3 separate regions of the Mus musculus genome follow, and regions 1 and 3 are each linked to region 2. Evidence: chromatin contacts called from public promoter capture Hi-C data. All regions are on one chromosome and are shown on one strand. Each heading gives the region's core, a stretch centred on a gene start, on an enhancer-like site or on the middle of the called end of the contact. The rest is flanking DNA. Distances are from core to core; before and after follow the strand shown. Region 1 holds the start of Lgsn (lengsin, lens protein with glutamine synthetase domain). Region 2 holds the start of Ptp4a1 (protein tyrosine phosphatase 4a1). Region 3 has its middle 51 kb from the start of Gm39615.

The links. Promoter capture Hi-C pulls out the DNA fragments that hold promoters and counts their contacts.
Region 1: a contact with region 2 is called in a promoter capture Hi-C map of liver. The contact joins the promoter of Lgsn here to the promoter of Ptp4a1 in region 2. A contact is called at or near these places in 12 of 39 promoter capture datasets (the 3T3-L1 cell line, the C10 cell line, cranial neural crest and 9 more), 6 of 115 datasets of contacts at active chromatin or transcription factors (bone marrow-derived macrophages, embryonic limb bud, embryonic stem cells and 3 more) and 2 of 9 other capture datasets (adipose tissue and embryonic stem cells).
Region 3: a promoter capture Hi-C map of hippocampal neurons shows a contact between it and region 2, with 2.5 times the contacts expected there. The contact joins the enhancer-like site here to the promoter of Ptp4a1 in region 2. A contact is called at or near these places in 3 of 39 promoter capture datasets (the C10 cell line, hippocampal neurons and liver), 7 of 115 datasets of contacts at active chromatin or transcription factors (embryonic forebrain, embryonic stem cells, epiblast stem cells and 1 more) and 2 of 9 other capture datasets (embryonic stem cells and pancreatic islet).

What each region holds. Positions count from the first base shown.
Region 1 is chr1:31,174,994-31,179,038 of GRCm38.p6, forward strand. It overlaps Lgsn (lengsin, lens protein with glutamine synthetase domain), which reads left to right and starts at 1,442. Exons shown (of 5, transcript NM_153601.1): 1 at 1,442-1,487. The coding sequence starts at 1,458. The region is part of intron 2 of 4931428L18Rik (RIKEN cDNA 4931428L18 gene); the gene reads right to left.
Region 2 is chr1:30,948,500-30,952,714 of GRCm38.p6, forward strand. Ptp4a1 (protein tyrosine phosphatase 4a1) reads right to left here and starts at 1,256. Exons shown (of 6, transcript NM_011200.2): 1 at 1,050-1,256. LOC115487084 (a long non-coding RNA gene) reads left to right here and starts at 1,372. Exons shown (of 1, transcript NR_164183.1): 1 at 1,372-2,839.
Region 3 is chr1:30,749,918-30,753,625 of GRCm38.p6, forward strand. No RefSeq gene overlaps it. Among named protein-coding and RNA genes, the nearest start is that of Gm39615, 51 kb to the left of the region's middle. Within about 2 kb of position 1,389, at least 11 of the 459 cell types and tissues checked have an H3K27ac peak or open chromatin away from gene starts, as enhancers often do. A contact at or near this core is called in hippocampal neurons, where this site is marked.

The DNA.
Region 1 (4,045 bases), core at 192-2,691, 230 kb after region 2:
TCGTCTGCCTCCGTGAGTGGCCCTAGCCCTGTGGTGGGCTGGACGCTGGACCCCATTTTGATCCACAGGCGAGGACTGATTCCCACAAGCTACTCCCTGGACACCACATATGCTCTGTGTTGTGTGCATTCCCACAAGTAAGCAGCTTAATATGGAAAACTATATCTAATACATAACCCATCTTTGATAGTTGTCCTCTGACATAAAGAGACATCTCAGAGTTTTTCGCAGACATTTTTCTATGAAATAATGACACCTATTCTGGTTCCTGGAAGGAATAATTCTAAGAGAAGACAATTGACAAGAAGTCTAGGCGAGGCTCTGGCCCAAGGCATGATAAAAATGCAATACCTCAGTTCAGGAGGAGATCAAGGCCACACTGTTAAGTCAACACTCTAAGGGATGGGGAATATTTTTCTTGGGGAGATAAGGTAGGGGAAGGCATTCAGGATGCTGTTCCAAGTGAGCACCTGTTTCAATGCTAGGTCTAAATGAAGACCAAATGCCGAGTGGCCAGCACAGAACACAGGCATTGCCAGCAGGCAAGCACAGGGCCATGCAATACAAACAAGAACAGTGGTCATTGTTCTGATGAAACGGGACCTTTGAAGCCAGATTCTGGCCTGACTGAATGGCAGAGGCTTTGCCAGCCCAGAAGACCTGGAGAGCAGTACCCAGCTGTAGTTCTGTATGCTCGCTCACTGGTGCCTTTGGCTTGATTCAGAAGAAACTCTCTCTGTTTGTTCTAGCAACCTGTAGTTGTGGTTGGGGTATGGAGGAAATGGGATTTCTACCCTCTTGAGTCTTCTAGAGAAAGTGCTCCCCATTGATTCTGGTGGAGCTTGGGTTGCTGCAGACTTCTTCAATGAGGATAATGAGGATGGCCTGGGATGTGTTAGAAAGGCTAAAGAAAGATACCTTAGTATAGTGATAGAATGAAGGGTCAGCATAACCTGGAGGCAAAAAGGTCCCTACCATGGAAAGAAAGTATGTGAATTACAAGCATGGTACAAATCTATGTCTTTCAGAGCCCTGGTTTTTCTATTTGTATTTTTGTCTGTGGCTTTGATAACACAGCTGTCTAAAAAATGTTTCTCCACCTGATTATTACAATAGATTTAATTCCAGAACACGACTGTTACATAACAAAGAATCAATAGGTTGGAGGGGAAATAAAAAAGTCACACAGTTTTAAGCTTTGTGTCCCTTTGTTTGCAGGGAGTCAGGCATAAATGAGCATTTGCTGCTGGGCTATTCTAGGGCATGGCTCATATCCTGTGCCTTGGGCATGACAGAGTCTGTGTTTATCTTTTATTACCTGCTGGATCCCCCTGGAAAGAACCTCCTGGAATTCATCATTCACTGCCTTTGTAAGAAGTCTACATATAAATGCACCCTGAAGCCATTGCTGAAGGGAGTGTGGATGCCACGGCTGATTTATGTAAGAAACAGTTGACATGACCGACGAAGGGGACCTCGCACAGGAGGTAGGAAGCTAAGAATCAAAATAGTATTTCCCAAAATATCGACAGTGAAGGTTTTGATGACTGCAACTTTTCTGAGCATCAGTGGGAATGAGGGCACGGTGGGTTGACGTGTATGCTTTCGGGAAGTTTGTGAAGAAGTGTCCTGTTTCGCACAGTCAGTTTTTAACAACTGAACACCTTGGAGCTTGCATCTAGTGAAGTGTGCTTAGTTTGAGCAATCACTTACAGTAACTTCATTAGGCACCAGGGTTTAGAAGAATAAACACACCATAAAATTTTATTTCAATCTTGGTTACTAATGAGAGAATAGTCTGTGTGTCTTAAAGCTTATTTTGTCACATTCTTAGTCTTTGTAAGAATGGCTTTGGGGTTAAATGATTAAAGGGGTTAAATGATTAAAGGTGAGAAGTAACTGTGTGTGTGTTTGTGTGTGTATGTGAATGTGTGTGTGTGTGTGTGTGTGTGTGTGTGTGTGAATTTTGTTGAAACCCATTACGTGTTAGGCAGTGATAGAACTCAATGAGTCAGGAACATAGTAAAGAAACCAGTTGTGAACATGCTTCATTTAGGACCATTTCTTCATGTGTATGGAACCAAATCTTTAGCACTGTATTTTCAACAAAACATTTTTGGAAATATTACAGTGTGTCTTTGGAATTAAGTTTCTGTTAAGAAGAATGAAGCTTTTCTGTAAGCTAAATTAAGGAAATCTAATTTGAGAAACAGACCTACTATGTGTAAAGTGCCTGAGATGATGACATAGAGAGAACAGACAGGATCTGTGCTTTCCCATCCAGTGAAAGAAGAGATAAAGTCGGTGTGAGAACTGTGCATGCTCTACACATGATGAATATGAGCAGTGGGCTTTGGGACAGAGATGGGGATGAATCTACTTTCTACACAGAAACCGGCCAAAGCTGTGCAAAGCAGGGAGAGTCACTGAGTAGGACCCTGCAGTGTCATGCCATGGGAAGAAAACGCCGAGTTTGGGTGTGTACTTGTAGAGAACATGTTTCTCTGAAAGTGAATTTTACATGGTGGTTCAGGAAAAGTGAGTGGGACTGACACAAATAGCATCAGCTTCTGGACACATTCATTCTTACATTTCACTTCCCTAGGCAGGAGCTTCATGCTCTGCTCTAAGTCTGGAGAGGCACCGTGTTTCCCACCCCAGCTCTCACTATTTTGGTTTAAGAGTCTAGTTTCAGCTTCTATGGAAAGTATTATGACCTACACAATAGAAAGTGTCTAGAACACATGTTGATTGGTTAATCTTAGGAAGATCAAAATCAGCAACACAGTTTTATTGTTTGGTTTTCAAGAAAGGGTTTCTCTGTGTAGCCCTGGCTATCCTGGAACTCATAGACCGGGCTGGCCCCGAACTCAGAGAGATTCACCTGTCTCTGCCTCTTGAGTGCAGGCATGAAAGGCATGTGCCACTGTTGATTGGTTGCAATATGATTTTAAAGCACAGTTTTTAAGAGACAACCTTTCTTTGTGAAAACACACACTCACCATTTTTCCTTTCTCTTTCTCAGAGATAACTATGTAGCTCAGGATAGCCTCATATTTTGCACTATTCTTCTTACAGTGTCTCAGTAGTGAGATTACAGGCATGCATCACTAGGCTGGACTTTGAAAAATCCTTGGCAATTTGGATAGAAGGTCTTATTTCATAAACACAATAAAGCGCCACCACCCTATAGCAGAACATATAATCTTCACTGAAAAGCCCTTGTTCATTGTTTCAGATGTGTGATTATAATCTGAGGAAGAGAAAGAAATCTGAGAAGGGGACAAAAGACAGAGGGTGACATTCTTTTTTCTGTTAAGTAAGGGTTAGAGCAGGGCAGGCTTTTGCCTCCCCACTAGACACTTGACATGAGCAGCAGCATGAAGTCAAACCAAAGCACGGCAGCTGAACAAAGCCTCCACCAGTTTGGATGGGCAGATGGTGTGTGTGCAGGAATCCCTTAGGGTGGATTCTTCCCCAACCCAAACACACTCTGCCAGGATTGTCAGTGACACAGACTGTTATTAGTCTTAGTTTTTGGTGCCAAGAAGCCACACATTCAGCCAAATTCTTAGCAGTTGTGATCAGAAAAAAACATCAAAAACATGATTTTGTTTCTTTGTGTGCTACATACCTTTGCACAATTGCACATGTCTATTTTTAGCCATTAAAGACAATATTTCAGTTATTTAGTTAGTATGCTATCTCTCTCTCTCTCTCTCTCTCTCTCTCTCTCTCTCTCTAATTATAGGCTGGAACACCTTCTCTTATAACATTTTAAGAGCTCCTGTGGATTAGGTCTCATGTTTTTATTTGCAATAGTTTTTAAAATGGTATCTTTCTGACAGTTCTATAACAGTCCTAGCATTTTCTTCAACACACGTCTTCTAGCCTAGTATCATACACATATATATTACATGCTGCACATATATTTAATTTCTTATACATTATTTTTTCCCTTTTTCCTACATGTATGCTTGTATACTGCATGTGTTCCTGGTGTCCCAGGAAATCAGAAGAGATAGTTGGGTCCCCTGGAACTGTA
Region 2 (4,215 bases), core at 6-2,505:
CTGCTTTGAAATGAGTGGAGCCACCCAGTGGCTGGAGGACACTTCTGTTAAAACAGTGGAGACCACCGAAATCCTTCTTAATAATATCCTCCCACTCCCTCACAGGCAAAACCTCAACATGATAGGCAGCCAAGATACACGACGAGATCGTCCCATTTTAATTGCATGCACCATAAGCAAAAAAAAAAAAAAAAAAAAAAAAGGATCATTTGTGTGTGTGTATGTGTGTAGCATTAGCTTCAGTCTGTCAGACTCTAGAATCAAACCAGTCTGTGGGATCATCTGCTTTATCCAATTCTGTTCCAAATACACTCAGGTTTCAGGTAACGCGCCCAATCTAGCGCGTGTGCAAGCGCTGTTTCCTTCCGGGAACAGATCGCGATTTTCTGGTTTTCCAACCGTTTTAGCCGGCACGAAGCAAACAGCAAAATAATAATAATAATTAAAAAAAGCAAGCCAGGATAGGATTCATGACCCCTAAGCTCCGGAATCCAGACCTCTGGTCACCGCACAGACCGTTCCGACACCGTGGAAATTTCAGCTCGCCAGCGGTGGAATGGTGCAGGGCTGCTCGCTCAACAGGAGCCGCGCAGTTCTGCCCAGCAGCTCCTGTTGCTCCAGCCCAAGAGCGGACCGCCCCACGCGCAGCCCGCCTCGGGGCCGAGTCAGAGTCCCCCTCCGCCGACCGGGTCGCCACTACCGAAGCCCGGCGGCGATCGGCAAGCCCGGGCTTGAGCGGCGCGCACAGTCGCGAGGTCCGCAATCACGGGTTCACGGTGGCGAGCGCGGGCGGCCACCGAGGCCATCTTGGGAGGCCCCGGGCGCCCGGTCCCGGTCCCCCCGCAGCCCCGCCCCGCCCCGGCCACGTCCACGACGCCCGCGCGGCTTCTCGGAACAAAGGCCGCAGGGTGGCACGCGCACAAAGCCGCTGGGCTGCCCTGCCGGTCGCTCCGGGTCCGGGCCCCGCCGCCGGCGTTTCGGTCGCCCGGCCACCCTCCTTTCCCTCCTCGGTCGCTCGCTCTAACAAAGGCCGGGCCCGCGGTACTCACAGGAATATGTCTACTCATTGAAGATTGTGGCCTAATCATACAGCCGGTCCCGAGGCGGCGCAGGCGGCGGCGGCAGGGCAGGCGGCGGTGGGCGTCGCGGGGCGGCGGCGGGGATGCAGGCGGCGGGGGCACCAGACGACCATGCAGTGAGCTGCCCGAGGAGCGTCGCCGAGCCGGCCGCAGCCCAGAGCCAATGCGCGCGCCCAGGCGCCCCTGCGTCACAAGTCCGCCCCTTTATAGCCGGCGCGACGTGCGCACAGGCGGCAGCCAATCACGGCGCGGGACGCCTGCGGCTCGAGGCGGGGCCCGGGACGCAGACGTCACTCGGGGCAGCCGCCACCGGTGCGAACCGGTTGATGAATGGCGCGGTGTGCTGGCTGGTCCTCGCCACCAAACGCTCCGGTCGCTAGAGCCGCGAGTTCGCCTCAACTTGGAACGCCTCTCCGGCGGGCGGAACCCTGTAGCCCGAGGCCATAGCTCTGTCGCGCTGGCCAACGGTTTACCTTGGCCCTTGCGCCCGGGGATCTCCGTCATCACTCCATATTGATGTCGCATGACCGCTGGGCGGCTGACTCACCGCTCCAGAGCCCGGCCCTAGTCTGGGACTAGGGATTCTCGTCACCACGGGCACTTCCACGTGTGGGAAGGCTCTCCGCAGAGATTAGCCGGTGGAACCCAGGAAATGTCCCTATTTTTTTTTTTTTTTTTCTTTCGAGGCACGTGAAGCCTAGTTGCTTCCTAGCCTTTCTTCTTCTCCCCCCACCCCCTTTCTTTTTAGGTTACACCCCTAAACTGCTGATTCTGGCAACTGCAGTTGGCTCGTTTGTGGCATTTCGAAATCACATGCATCCTTTGTACTGCTGCTCATTCTCAGATAATGAAAGGTTAGCTTTTGCTAAGGGGAAGCTTTTTTTTTTTCTTTTTCTTTTTAAATTAAGAATCTTCGGCTTTATCAAGGGCTGATGTAAGTTTTTGCGTCAAAAGCTAAGCTTTCCCCTTTTGTTGATCTTCAGTCCTGTTCCAGTGTCCTTTTAATCTAGGCTTCTAAGTGAAGCCTGAGTGCAGCTGTTTCTGATCATACAAGGGCAGCTTTTATCTGAAAACCCTTTCTGCTCGCTTGTCTAGGACAGGTAAACAGGACCTTTACCTGCTTTGGAGAACTCAGCTTTCCAATAACACTGAGGCCTTTTGTTCCCTGTTTTTCTGCACATTAGGCCGGAGAAATCATAAGTTGTGCTCTCTCTTATTGTGTACCGAATTTTGTGATTTATTAGCACTTCTATTTAGAGACTTCCTTGCATAGTTACTTAAATGTCTTATAAACATGCAATCTGTAAGCAACGTAAGTACATTAAAAAAAGGGGGGGGCAGACCTTTAATAACAGCAACAACAACAACAAAAAGCAACTCATCGTCATTAAAAATTGCTTGGCCAGGGATCCATTTAAAGTCAAGAACTTGAAGCATAGATCCCTTCACAAATAGAGGTAAAGTGAGGTAACAATTAAATTATGTAAGTCCTAAGAAAATGCAGGGAGATTAAAAGAAAAGTCTTTGAACAGTAAAGTGAAGTTGAGCAGACCAGGAAACTCAACCGAAGACAGATTGAGTATTACAGAACTAAAACCTTTCATATGACCAGTGACTTTGGGTAAGTGTTACTTAAGCTTTGGAAAAACATGGGCAGAATAATTAGTGACTAGCTTGGCCAACTTGTATTAATAACATACTTAGGCATATTAAATCTGCCTCCCCTATTCCAAAGGTTGGTCAACACTGTAAAACAAAAATAATGACACCTTTTCCAAAGGGGAATTTGGTGAGCTAAAATAACTGAGCAAATAGCAAGCAAAGGTAAATCAGTGTCTTGGTTTCCTTGTAGAACTCGTGATGCAAATTGTGAGCTGTGTAATCCACAGATCCCGTAATTGCTGACGATATTTGCTGATGTATGGTACTTGGTTAGCTGTCCTCATTGAGCCCTAGAAGATTGGCTTCTGCTCTCAGGAAGGGGAATTGTCTCCACCGGGATTATCCTTTTATAAGGAATTATCACCCAGTCCTATTTTGGAAAGGGACAGATTTCCATCCTTTGCTGCTGAAAGAATGTATCTTAAACCAGATATAAACTTGTTGGTCAGTCCACTCAATTCTCACAAGGCAGTCAGAGTCTCTTTGGCAGCTGCTGTTACTTGGTGTCTTGGGCTGGTTTCTTTGTTTGCTGAGGGTGTCTGTTCTAGTCATTGAATAGTTGGAAGCTGATCCCAGGAGTAAGTATCCCAACATTGAGCAAGGAGATCCCTGTGGACCAAGTCAATAGGACTTACCCACTTGTGGTTGGCACATTAAGCACCTCTATTTAACAGACTTTAAAAGAAGAAAACAACCTTGAAAATCTAGTGATTAGACTCCAGAAATCCTAAGTGGAAGGGAACCACTTTTGCCAAACAAGATGGCCACTTGAAGCTCCTTAATAAAACCTGTCCTTGGAGCTTTTATCAGCATATGCTAAGTATCAAAAACATTACCTAGAAGATAAGCAATGCAGGGAAGGTCACCACGGAAGATTAAAGGCCTCAGAAGGCAACAGATCAAATCCGAATGAGAATAGAGAATCTTTTAAGCACAGCACATCTGTAAACAATGATTCTGTTTATGCCAAGTGTATAAAGAGATTTCACTCTCAGAATCCTTGGATTATATGGGGCCATAAAAGCCCCACCAAAGGATTACATTTACATAGCAAAATGATATTGTTGCACAGAAAGATCACAAGTGACATTATCAACTGGGGACCACCAAATAATGTATATGTGGACTAAGTATATTTGGTATGGGCAAGTAACCAGATAGCTAGAGCTGGGTAGCAGTGTAGATACTTGGGCAGAGCTCCCATTACCATGCTTAAGAAAGGTTTTAGCAAAACTGGGCATACAGCAATGGCCACTGTCACTATTGCTTAGGATAGCAATAAAACCTAAAAACTAAAACATCCTATGGGTAAATCTTTTTTTTTTTTTTTTTTTTTTTTTTTTTTTTTTTGGGGTCAGGCTGGGTCTAGTTATACAGACTTGTAATCTCAATTACGTTGGAGGCCAGAAGATCCAGCATTCACTCTGTCTCATAAAGCAAAACTGTACTGGAGTGGTTAAGAATCTGAGTTGTT
Region 3 (3,708 bases), core at 139-2,638, 200 kb before region 2:
CCTTGTTATAGTAAAAATTTTTGTCAGACATTTAGGAAGAGGAGATACATGTTTTTAAATTGTGTTACCTAACAACAGTGAGCCACAGTTCAGGAACAATGTTCTGTGTATGCAGCAAGTGGCACATATCAGAAACGAGCATATATATATATATATATATATATATATATATATATATATATATATCACTGAATTAAAATAAACGCACAAACGATAGAAAATCTAAAACACATAAAGCATAAATCTCATGCAATGACTGCAGCCAGAGAAATGTCCCCTTTAGTGTGTTTTCCATCCTACATTCTCTCCCACCTCAGACTCAGCTCATCCTCAGTATAATTGTGTCTGTAATGAGTCAGTGCAGTGAGTTCTGAGACCTAGCTCACTTTTGCAGCTTTCTCTTGCCTGCAGTGCCTGCTCTGGACCTCCTCTCTCCCAACACAACACCACACAAGATGGTGAATTCAGCCTTTCTTCATACACTGCACATCCATAAAGCTGTATGCCAATTGCAGTCTTCACACTATAGTTTGAGATCATTCATAATCACTGCTTTGAATCATAGAAATAAAGGTCCCACTGGAGTGGTAATTTCATGGTGTTGTCTCGCAGAAAGAATAATTTTAACTTGCATCAAGACAAGCCATGTTTCAATTTCTTTCATATCCCTATCTGCGCTACCCAGATGCTATGTACTATAAAAGAAATCAATATTACATGTTTATTGATTCTTCCACAACTGGAAAGTGCTCTGTACAGAGACAACCCTGGTTAGCTAATAAGACTCTGTGGGCATAGATTTATCTGGATCATAGTGAAGTTAGACAGAATGCAGGTGGCTAGCCTTGTTTACTTCTTTGGAAAGTAAGTTAAAATTTTCACCTGTAATCTGCATTTAAAAATTCAATACTGTGATGGAATTTTTCAGAAAAAAAAAAAGCACAACTTTCTGTAAATCTGATCTATGTACATTGTAGTTTATGCTCATTGTTTTCCATCAGTCACCAGCATGTTCCATGCTGCAATAATTATGATAGGTTGTCTCATATTTCATGCTGAATAAGTTCTTGTTTGCTACAAGCCTTCAGTTATTAACTGTAATAGAAATAAGGGTACATAAATACAGCTTGATGTTCTTCTATGAGAAAAATGAGATAAATGTCATCCACAGTGCAACAATAGTAATAAAAAGAAAGAAAAATGAAATGGGGCAGGGGAGTATCACAGAAAGGAATTAGCCAAGCCTATCACTTCAAGAACTCCGCTACAAAGTGGTCAGAAAGAAGGTTCTTGATAGATGATTTGTCAAATGGTAGACAGGACCACGATGCAGTGCATCTCTCAGATGGTAGTCATGACTACAATGTAATGCATCTCTCAGATGGTAGCTATGACTACAATGCAATGCATCTCTGAGATGGTAACCATGACTACAATGCAATGCATCTCTCAACTCCACATTTTATAAACATAACTGACAGCACATGGCCGTTTTCCAATTTTCCCATAAATAAATGTTCATTATTTCTTCTATATTCATAGCAGAATGTCTGGAAATCATGAAGATTTTCCTGCTTCTGATTTCAAGTTGATCAAAGCTTATTTTTTGTGGAATTAAACAGCCTGGACTATAAGTCATCTAAGTTTCATCTGTTTTAAGATAAGGTAACTCACCTTACCAACAGATAAACCTGTCTGTCACATTTAACCAGTGCTCATAGTTAGAAATGGCAAATATATACATGTTTATGTGTGTGCATGATATACATACACATGATGTGTGTGTGTGTGTGTGTGTGTGTGTGTGTGTGTGTGTGTGTGTATCCTTGCAGTCCTCTTTCCCATTTTTCACATCTATACAAGAAATGCACAGGCAATCATGCCTTGGGGCTGAACTCCATCTCATAGAGGCTGATTTGAGACTAAAAGGAAAGGTGGAGAGGAAATCCTGTACACACACACTTCCTGCATTGTTGCTACACTGCCAGAAAGCACAAGTGGTCCTGTCCTGTGCAAATTCAAGTGCATTCACAAGCAGGCATTTCCAACCCTTTATCTCATGGCCCCCTCTCTGACTACACAAAAGATCCAGATTTGCCTGTTGCCCAAGAGATAAAAAAAAAATTATGCTACGTGTAGCCATAGGAAAGGCATCCTCCCCCATTCTTGGATGCTCTGAGCTCAGCATTTTCTTTGCTGTTACTGTCAACCTTGCCACACCTTCAATTCTTTAGCATGGCTATAAATCAGGTCAGCATCTTGGTTTCACCATAGCAACAGCCAGTTTGCATTGCATACATTTTAATAATTTAATTCTGTAAGGCAAATGTTCTGTGGTACCATTTGCGTGCAGAGTCAAATGGAGGAACATCCTGGCTAAGACTGTGTCCAGCTCTAAATGCTTTGCAAAGCTTTGGAGGTTCAGAACATAAGGGTGAGATCACAAAACAGGTAGTTTTATCAGAGTCTACACAAACCTTAAGATAACAAAAGACTGTCCCTTAAAAGTTTATCTCAGATTTCTAGGCATCCTGTAACATAGAAACACTGAATATGCTATAAAAGCAGTTGATATTTCTGTAATCCTACATTACTCAATTCATATTGTTCTGATATGTAACACCACCATACTTCAGGATATGTAAGATGGTCATCCATTGGGATCTTGTTCACCAACCTGCAACACCTCTGCTTTGACTCCAAGTCCATAAATTTCTTCTGTCACTTTACTAATATTCCCACTTACTTAACTGTTCATCCATAGCTCCTTCAGCTTTCTCCCTCAGACCTTATCACACTGGGTCCTTGCCAGTGGAACCGTCAATACACACTTACTTCAACCATCACAATGCCTTCGTTCTGTGTCTTTGTATTGTAATAGCAGGAAAATTGGATGGAAATTTAGTTTTGTTCTTTCAAAAACATAAACGCTTCACAATCATCCATACTATCTCAAATATGGACACAAAGGGTTGGCGTGCTAGCAATAAATGTCCGCTCAATTATGAAGCTCCCACGGCAGCTTTAGTAACTCCTCCCCTTCAGTCTACAGCACAAAAGGAGGAAGGGGATGGGGTGGGATATTTGTCCCTTATGTTCTCTAGGTCCATTTGGTAATGTCTCTTTAAATTCTTTTGGACACCTCCTCTGATAATAAGTTGTTGTCATTGTTGATTTTTTTAAAGGAGGAAACTAAAAAGAAGCAATCGATAAGCCAGAAATTAAATTAGCAAGGAAGTAGAGATCAACTATGCCCATCCTTGTGCTACCTGGGGGTTTACTGAATTCAGAAAACACCATCAACATCTATTTACAGGGACAATAAATTCAATTTGTTGCATGAACATGTTTACCCCATCAGCAGCATAGCTTGAGAACAATGAAGCAAATCATATTCAGTCTTTTGTTTGTTTGGTGACTTTTTGTTTGTTTGTTTGTCTTTGAGCTAGCCTCTCACTCTCTATCCCAGGCTAACTCAAACTTACTATATAGCACAAACTTGGCCTCACACTAACAGAAATCCTTTTGCCTCGTACTCTTATATGCTAGAAGAATAGGCATGAACTCTAATACCTAGATAATTGCTTATTTGCTTGTTTTTTGTTGGTGATGGTGGTGGTGGTGATTTTTTTGGTTGGGAGGTTTGGAGGAGTTGGCTGGTTGGATATTGTTTTGAAATATGGTCTTGTGTAGCCCAGGTTAGCTTCA